Regions from separate parts of the Xenopus laevis genome. Here region 2 is linked to region 1. A link is a contact called in public Hi-C data. All regions are on one chromosome and are shown on one strand. The core of a region is the stretch at or near the end of the contact, and the rest is flanking DNA. Distances in the headings are between cores, read along the strand shown.

The links. Hi-C and Micro-C count contacts between places; a contact is called where the count stands out from the background.
Region 2: a Hi-C map of the XL177 cell line shows a contact between it and region 1, with 2.0 times the contacts expected there. The contact joins the enhancer-like site here to the promoter of erlin2.L in region 1. A contact is called at or near these places in 2 of 4 Hi-C or Micro-C datasets (the XL177 cell line and the XTC cell line).

Annotation. Positions count from the first base shown.
Region 1 is chr3L:126,060,542-126,065,343 of Xenopus_laevis_v10.1, forward strand. It overlaps erlin2.L (ER lipid raft associated 2 L homeolog), which reads right to left and starts at 1,470. Exons shown (of 12, transcript NM_001094800.1): 1 at 1,383-1,470.
Region 2 is chr3L:126,129,351-126,134,477 of Xenopus_laevis_v10.1, forward strand. No RefSeq gene overlaps it. Among protein-coding and RNA genes, the nearest start is that of znf703.L, 32 kb to the right of the region's middle. Within about 2 kb of position 2,106, at least 1 of the 7 cell types and tissues checked has an H3K27ac peak or open chromatin away from gene starts, as enhancers often do.

The DNA.
Region 1 (4,802 bases), core at 220-2,719:
CTGGGACTTGAGGTCCCTCTGCTTCCCAGAGAATCTCTGCACCACCCACTATGGAAATCAGTGGGACTTCAAGTACCAGAACCCATCACTTCACACTGGAACAAGGTGAGAAAGGCAGGGATATATTACACTGTGAGCCTAAGGGGGGTAGAGAAATCATTTGTACGAGTCAAGGATAGATTATCATGCTTTCCTTCAATACGTTGAAGGAGGTAAACAAATATATTTATATCAATGTATGGAAGTTCAAATAATGTTTATGAACCTTTTCTACATAAAATCTGAAAGAGCTTAAGTCAATGGGGGGGGTATACTTTCTCTTTAACAATTAACTTGTCTACATATGGTGCAATCGATACACATACTTAGATCGTTGTGGCTGTAAAATCCCCTTAAAATAATAATAAATGAGTTTAGTTGGTAACCCGCCATTTAACACAACCTTGAAAAGCCCTTTGACACACAAGCAGAGCAGAGGCTAATGACGATGAGACAAAAGGGTGTGGCTGTATAGTGCCTGAGACCAACGCCAGGTTATTTCTTGTTAATGTGTAACTGAAAGCACAAGTTTTAGTTCATTGTTCATAACGAGGAAATTCTGATATTTCCCCGCATGTGTAATGATCCCAAAACTACACCCTTTCCAATTCAGCTGCCATGGGACGGGGCTTTCCTTTGCTTGCCCCTATCTCTGACGGCAACCTGCTCACCGCTTCAGCAAGACCCGACTCCTGTCAATTTAAAAGTGCATATAAAGGGGCTGTTTACCCGTTAAAACTTCAAGAAATAATGATTGTGCTAAATATACTTTTTTTTTTCCCCATTATATTAATTAAGTTTTTTTTACTTATTCAGTCAAACATGTTTATAATGTGTGAGGCTGATAATACCAGCATATCTATAACCCCATAACTGGCTTGTGCTTATCAGTGAGCGCAGACAGTTACAACAAAGGGAGGGAGTTGTTTGTACAGAGTTCAGAATATCTAGTAAAACAAAAGGAGGCTGAACTTGTCCGGAGCCATACATATTTAATGTTATATACCACAATGCTTATTAAAACAATATGTCAAATGATCTAAAAATAATATATAATAAACCAGCTCCCCCACCATTGTCTTTGGCTTACAGAGAAGGAGGGGGTACAAGAGGGGGAATATTCTTAGACTTGCTATCTATTTAGCACAATTTCTATGCAATTGGTCAGTTCTTAATCATGCCATGGACTTAGTAAGAGAATAACATAAAGCTGTACTTTAAGCTCGCAGTGCTAATATAAACCCCCTGCTCTGACTTCCCAGGCCCACACCAATACACCCAGAACCCACAATAAACTGTCGTCCACGCTATGAGAACTTAAAAATAAAAAGGCTCCTCCCGACCTTTATCACTGCACCTCCAGGGCACCGCTTCTGATCGATCCTAATCTTCCTTCTAGAACCACCTGCACGAGCTGCACTTACTTCCGAGTGTCGCTCCCGTTAACGTCATACCTTTCACCCTGGGTGCCGAACAAGCAGACATCTTAGTTAAGGGCGCGTTTGCCCTTTCAATGGCGGAAGTGCACATGTTGGTTTTTGCCAGCAGGTGGAACCAGAGCTCAGTTTTGGGGTTAATAAGAGGCAGTCAAGCATTGCAGGTAAGGATAACATATCCAGTGCTTGGGTTCCTCTTAGCTATTAAAATATTCTTTATAAGTCATAGTTACATATGTATTGGCTCCCTAGGTGTGTATATGCCTAGGAAAATTAGATTGTAAGCTCTTCTGGTGCGGGGATTGATGTAAGAGATGAATATCACATTTAAAAGGAAAAAAAATATATATCCAGTATATCATTTTGTAGTTAAAAATAATATAAATATATATATATATATATATATATATATATATATATATATATATATATATATATATAACAAACAAGAGAAGAGAAAGTTGTGCTCACCACTAACTTTTAAAACCATTAGGCAAGGGGTGCAATGATATATATATATATATATATATATATATATATATATATATATATATATATATATATATATACACACACATATATATATATATATATATATATATATATATATATAGGCTATTCATGCACAAAATGAATACACCTTGATTTGATAAACATATCCTGGTGTTGAGGGTCTTCTTGAAGAATTTGAATTATTTACCGTGCACCTAGGGAACACGATATCAGCAGGGTGCTGCCCTTGTGAAGATATATATATTTATAATCTCAGGAAGAACCAGCAACACCGGGTTGTTTTTTAGTAGTGAAAAATTGTATTTAGTAAGGCATGCATAGCCAACGTGACATTTCTCCCAGTAGGGACCGAGACGTCACGTTGGCTATGAATGCCTTACTAAATACAATTTTTCACTACTAAAAAACAACCCGGTGTTGCTGGTTCTTCCTGAGATTATACTAAACTTTAACCGTGCAACTGAGTGAAGTCTAGAAGCGGAGTGCCACCCATTCCACAAGTTATATATCAGACCTGGACTGGCAGTCTGTGGGTTCTGGCAAAGGCCAGAGGGGCTGCTGTAAAATGGGCCTCTCTGTAATTTGAATGCCAGGGCCTATTTTGACTCCCAGTCCAGACCTGTTATATATATAAGGATATAATAAGTCACCGGGAGTTCCATGACCATATATATATTTATACAGGTCATGCAACGCCAAGGTTACTTCTAATATCCTCAAATTTTTCAACAAGGGGTACTTTATATATTATAATACACAGGTTGTCATGTGACAAAAATGACATCATTACTCACCGTTTATAACTGATGACATCACTACTCACCGTTTATAAGGATATCATTTACAGCATATTCATGGCTTTTGTGCATTATATACAATATAATTGTTTTTTTAATGTGTGTGTATACTATATATATATATATATATATATATATATATATACACATATATATATTCCTCTAATCATACCTCCCAACTGTCCCGTTTTTCACAGGACAGTCCTGATTTTGACAGCTCAACTTGCAGTCCCGGATTTGTACTGAAATGTCCCCAACTTTGCGTAGCAATCATATATTGATTTGAATAAGAGACCGAAATATGAATAGCGGAGGCCTGATTAGAAAGATGAGTAATGAAAAAGTAGCTTTAAAGGTTCACCTTTAAGGTAAGTTTTAGTATGTTATAGAATGGCTAATTCGGAACAACTTTTCAATTGTTCTTCGCTATTTATTTTCTATAGTTTTTAAATTATTTGCCTTCTTCTTCGGACTCACCCCAGCTTTCCGATGGGGGTCACTGACCCCATCTAAAAACAAATCCTCTGTAAGGCTACAAATTTATTGTTGTTGAAGCTTTTTATTGCTCGTATTTCTATTCAGGCTTCTCCTATTCAAACTCCAGCCTCTTATTCAAATCAATACATGGTTGCTAGGGGAATTTGGACCCTAACAACCAGATTGCTGAAATAAATGGTACTGAATAAAAATCTAAATAACTCAAACATCACAAATAATAAACAATGAAAGCCAATTGCATATTGTCTCAGAATATCAACCTCTACATCATACTATAAGTGAATTCATAGGTGAACAACCCATTGTTAACTGAAGAGACACCTTCTAATTTCAGCACATGGAGTTATTTCTTGCAATTAGTAGTTTGTGGTCTGTGAGCAGACTGATGCCTTGTGTGCCTGTGTATTTTTATTTACATAGTACAAACAATGTACTTTAAAGCCTAATTACAGTGACAGGTTTAGACTAATATACATGAGAAAGGACAGACACAGCTATGTTAGAGTTTCTATGATCCTTTGTGGATTTGGTATAGTAATGGAATTCATCTGGGGAGGCTGTTAAGCATCAGATATCACTCCTGGGTGATTTATTGTTAGCATAGGGTGAATTTGGCCTTAGCCTGGAAAATACATTGTTTTGTTATTATTTTTGTTTATTTATAAAGTAGCAGGCGTTTTCCATGTCGCTGCTCTGAAATGGGATAATACAAGTTATGACATCCAAATGTAAACTGATAAGAGTGATAATATATGGTTCGTTCCAGAAGAGCTTACAATCACTTCCAAAATGGTCTTTAAAGTGACAGCACATGCATGTAGAGGATTACTTTTTCATCAAGTGTCTATGGACTTTGGTGCATGTACAATTAGGCCGTGGCCCCATGAACTTCAGTTACCCCAATCACTCCTATCATAATCCAACCCCTTTAGTAGCCTCATCTGTGATTGTGTGTTAGTTCCATCACACTGTAATTTATCCTTTAAAATGTAAGGAACTTATACTTAACAGAGAAAACATAAAAATCAGAACCCAGGATTTTGTTAATCAACCCAAACATAAAGCTCATTTGGATAAGGGGCTACAGACTTAAAGGAGTTGTTCACCTTTGAGTCAACGTTCAGTATGACTTCCCGCCGGCTAGAATGTAAATCACCGGCACTCAGATCGCTTTGTTTTCTGAAGTTGCCCGAAGTGGTCTCATGAAGAAACTTCGGATGACTTTGGAAAACAAATTGCTCCGAAGGCTTTTCGGGGAGATTAGCCGCCCGAAGAAGCGGAGATTTGTCACTGGGCTCCCCGGAATCTTAGCGTGTGTAACCACCAACATACAACTCCCACCCTCCTCCAGGGAAGACACATCTGCAAGGGCTCCCAGGGCACTGTTAAAATCTGCACCCATCCGTGCTTTACAAGTCCCCTACTGCCAACATCTCCCACACCAGCAGCATAAAAGGGACATCTGCTGCCTAAAGGAGGTAAAACTGTCTCTCTAGCACACACAGAGCCGGAGAACAAA
Region 2 (5,127 bases), core at 856-3,355, 69 kb after region 1:
ATTCTCATTTTATAAAATGATTTCCTTTGCTTCTGTAATAATAAAACTTTGAGTACTTTGTACTTGAGATGTAATTAAACCTTACTGGAGGCAAAACAAGCCTATTGGGTTTAATTAATGTTTACATGTTTTTTTAGTAGACAAAGTAAGGAGATCCAAATAACAGAAAGATTCCTTTTGAGGAAAACCCCAGGTCCCGAGCATTCTGGATAACAGGTCCAATACCTGTATATGAAAAACTTACCCTTTAACCCTGTAAGAGATAAGTAATTTTCAATGTAAAGGGTGTGGGTTAGCAGGGTCTTTTATGTGTGTGCTGACAGTTAGTAACAGTACTGACTGTCAGCGGAACTATTATCTAAAGCAATTACTCATTATGCTGTATAATAATAAGTGCATGGCAGCAACATATCACAAATGACATTCCATCAATTATATTAAATTAATTTATAATAAACTAGTATTGTTTTAAACTTAAAAAACTCTGGATTTTGTGTCCTGTGAGTACATTATATGAATTAAAAATGTATAAGAATGTATAAGAATGCAAAGAATATTCTGAGCACATTAAGGTTGTTTGGTGCTAGGCTGGAAGAATCAGAATCAAAAATGAAAGTTTAACTATAAATTATGGTTCAGCTTGACTTGGTGTATTGGTGCTATATACTGTTAATATGGTCTAATAATATGTGCAGGTTCTGTATATTATCTATAGAGTCTACTGAGAATTAGTAGTACAGGTATGGGACCTGTTATCCAGAATGCTCGGGACCTGGGTTTTTCTGTAATTTGGATCTCCATACCTAAAGTATGGGAAATGGCCTTCCTATAATTTGGAGCTTTCCGGATAATGGGTTTGTGGATAATGGGTTTGTGGATAACGGATCCCATGCCTGTATTATGTTTTAACTTTTCAACTTCAACGTGGGAGCTCCCTTGTTAGATTTACTTAGCAAGAAAACCTGTGTCATTTTTTACATCCAAACCAATACTTATAATGTATTCCTATAATTATTTTATATGTACTGTATGTACTCTAATGTATTGTGTTGTTCAGTACCACCCGTTCTTTCCACTTCCTTGGGTTTACGTCAAAAAGAAAATGAATTGGCTCCCCGTTTATAGTCCAAGCACAGTGCCGAATGACTCCCATACCACAGGGTGCCATTCCACTGTATCACTGTCACATTCTTACAGTGCTGGAATTTTTCTCCTCTGGGTCGTATCTTCATCCATCAAGCTGACTTTAAAGTACCATGTTGTCGGTCACATAAAGAATGAAAAATCGTTGCAGATGTCAACCCATGAAGAACCAAGGTAAATTAGATTAATGCATCTGCACCGCAAAATGGTACATTTGCTTGAGGGAGATAAGGTGACATACAAATAGGTTATGACAGAAATTGGAAGTTAAAAGAAACAAGTGATAGATACAGACAATGAGAGGGATTGGCAGTGAGAAAGTAGGGGGCACAATGATAAAGACACTGTCAGCTGAGGGGAAAGCATGGAAGATACAGAAATAAAAATATGTGTATATCTGTGAGTGTGTTGAGCTGATACAGTTTTTAGTGAAGCCTGTGGGTTACGAGAGGAGGAGAGACAATGTGATTTGAAGTCGGTTGAACACACAAGATAAAAACTGCTGGACCAGTTCATAATCAAATTATATTGAGTAGGAGAATTGGAATGCATTGTTTGGCACAAACTAAAGTCATACTACACTATGGCACCTTTACACCTCTGTGCTGAGGATAGGTGTCGGTATAACTAGCGGAGATGGATGTTTATATGCAAGTCAGTGAGTGTATGCTTGGTCTTTGACCAAACATGGAAAAAAAAACCTTATGTCAATGAATCGAGCACATATTCAACCCTAATTTAACTATAACCATTTTTATTTTTACTAGGATGAGGCACGGTGCCCATGGTTTATGCCCTTTCCAAGACAGTAACAATGGTAGATCCAGACCCAGGGAGTGCTGGAGGGAACAGAAGGACTCAATATATGTTGGTGAAACAGGTCATCTTTCCAAAGGTTTTGTAGAGCTTAAAAACGTCTAATTACAGCACATGCTTTACTAAAGGAGCTGCTTCCCCTAAGGGGAGTTGAGGGGGTGCAGTGTCAGACTGGGGGGATCGAGGCCCACTGTAGCTCCCAACCACAACCCCCCTCAACCCCTTCCAGCACTACTTATTTCTTCTGGTGGCCAGGGAGGTCAGGGAGTTGCTCTAGCAGCCATGAGGATCAAGTCTGGGCCAGTAAGGAACAACTGGGTTGTTTTGCATCACCACTAGCGCAGTCTGACCTTGAGGGGGTGTCTAGAAATTCTCCAGGTCTGTTCATCACAGATGAGTAATGCCATTTATGCCTCTCTTGTTCAATCCCTTGTGCAACCTCCTCACTCCACTTAAGGCTAGGACCAGACATTGCGAAGGCAGAGAATCCGCTCCTCTGCTGCTGCTCTGCTCTCAATGTTCCTGCACCCAAATACCTTGGCTTGGAGCAGGCAGATGCGACGATTTTAGTGTGAAATGCAAAATTACATGTGTTGGCGTTGAAATCCATCATGTCTGTCTGCACTTGAGCTGAGGCAATGTATTCAGGTGCCGGGCAGAGCAGCAGTGGAGTTATAGCCTTATACTGCAGATGTGTAAGGTGATTTATGGCCATGAACCCCATCAGTAAAAACAAAAATTAATGATTATGTACCAACAGAAGCAGTTGTCTCATTACCTCTCTAAAAAATAGTATCATGTATTGAGTGCCACTAGACAAATTCTGTTTTTCTCTGTAAACTAGTGAACCTCAAATCAGTTATATAAAGGGGACTGAGCCTTAAAAAAAATATATATATATCCTAGCAAATATATGTGATACAAATGTAAGGGGAGAGGAGAAACACCCGGGGACAGATTATGAGATTACAAATATTTATATATAGACAGGACGGCAGAAGAAAGAATGTGGCAGAATGAAAGATTAGGACAGAATATGATAGATTGCTGCTGACGGGAAGAATGGAACTGAAATTGATGAATATGGACAGCCTAAGTCATGAAGAATGGGACAGAACATGATGAATATAGACAGTAAAACAGAAAGGGAATGACAGAAAGTGATTGATATAGATACACAGAAAGAGATGGTAAACACTTCATATATATATATATGTGTGTATATAGAATAGGAGAAGGCTTGAGAATGCAACAGGTTAGGACCAGTGACAAAAAGAAAGACAATGAAAGGTGGCTACTGGGGGACAGATCTGTATGGTTTATCAGTTTGTTTTGTAAAAAGTCCTCCAGGATCTTGAGACAATGGCTGGACCCTGATAACAGTGTTTATTCAGATATTTCCCATGCCTTGCTCAGCGACAGCCCAGTAAGTGATGGGCTTCTTATCACACGAGCAAAGCCAACTCCTGTTGGTGTCTACATTGCAAGTGCCATTTTAAGGGCAAAGGCATCCTTTAACTTTTATTAAAATAAATCAAAGCCCATTGGTGCTGCAAATGTTTTAAAACAAAAAATGTAACATTGGTGCCAAAACATAACTATTAAAAAACTAACCAATAGTTTGTATGAGTTGCTCACGAATTTCCATCTTATAGTTGTTATTACCAATTACCAACAATTTGGAAAATAATTTCAGTTATCAATTATTTTAATTTCATATTATCAGTTTATTCAGTGATAAAAATGTCTGTGTGTTATGCTTCTGGAATCGATAGTGGACATTGGTCATGTTAAAGATGGAGATGATATCTCAACCGCTAGACAATTCTGTGGGTTTATTTTGCATAACACCTCTCGATAGACATTGGTCGCCAATTTTGTCATTCTTAGACCTTGCAAAGCAGGCAACATACGTGATTGTGATTAGTGCCAATTTTGTCATGCCGAGACCCTGCCAAATAGTGAACATAGCACAGTTGTGATAGTAGGTGCTCAAAGTTTAGTTTAATTAAGTAAACCAACTCTTATTTTTAGTGTTACGGTATTTCTGGACAGTTCATTATCACACTTTAATGCACTTAAGTAAATGGTTGCCAAAGTACATTCCAACAAGAACCAATATATGCCCATACTGCTGTTGGCCAATTCTAAGTAACTTTTCAATTGGTCTTCATTATTTATTTTTTATAGTTTTTTTTAATTATTTGCCGGCACCTTCTTCTAACTCTCCAGTTTTCAATGGAGGCCACTGATCCCACCTAAAAAAACAAATGCTCTGTAAGGCTACACATGTATCGTTAATACTACTTTTTATTACTCATCTTTAAATTCAGGCCCTCTTCTATTCATATTCCAGTCGCTTATTCAAATTAATACATGGTTGCTAGGGCAATTTGGACCCTATCAACAAGATGGCTGAAATTGCAAACTGGAGAGCGACTGAATAAAAAGCTAAATAACTCAAAAATCACAAATAATAGAAAATGAAAAACGATTGCAAATTGTTTTTAGAATATCACCCTCTATATCATACTAAAAGTTAACTCAAAAATGAACAACCCCTAAGATCAGTTTAGATGTAACACATACATGTTCTGTATTCCATAGATCTGTTGGGGATGTCTATTAATGCTAGGTACAAGAATCCACAAATGAGTAACTCCCATAGCTAAGCTTGGATGTAGTCCTGTACAGAGCAGCTCCCCTCTGTATCCTTTCATCTGTTGCTCCTTTTATAGTGCAATACTCTCCTACCCAAGGGAGCCCTGTACTTAACACTTGCTTTAGAGCTCCTTGTGTCCACATTCCTCCTTCTAGTGCCTAATGGATGGAACACCAGTATGCAGCATTGGACTGGGGGGATTGGGGCCCACTTGGGCTGCCATCTCAGGGGCCCCCAAACTCTCCTGGGCCCTACATCCCAGTTGTGAGGTCCTTCACATGTAATACCTGACACCACAAACCCCCAGCGCATACCTTTTACTTTTCCTTGTGGTTGCGATGGGGGGGGTAAGAAGGAAAGCAGACCCCACAAATGCAAGGGGTGCAGAGGGCCCAATAAGGCCCAAACGAATAAGCGATTGCAAAATACTGTATCATTTATTATTAGCATGTATTTATATAGCGCCAACATATTGCGTAGCACTGTAGTCATAGTGGAAAATGACA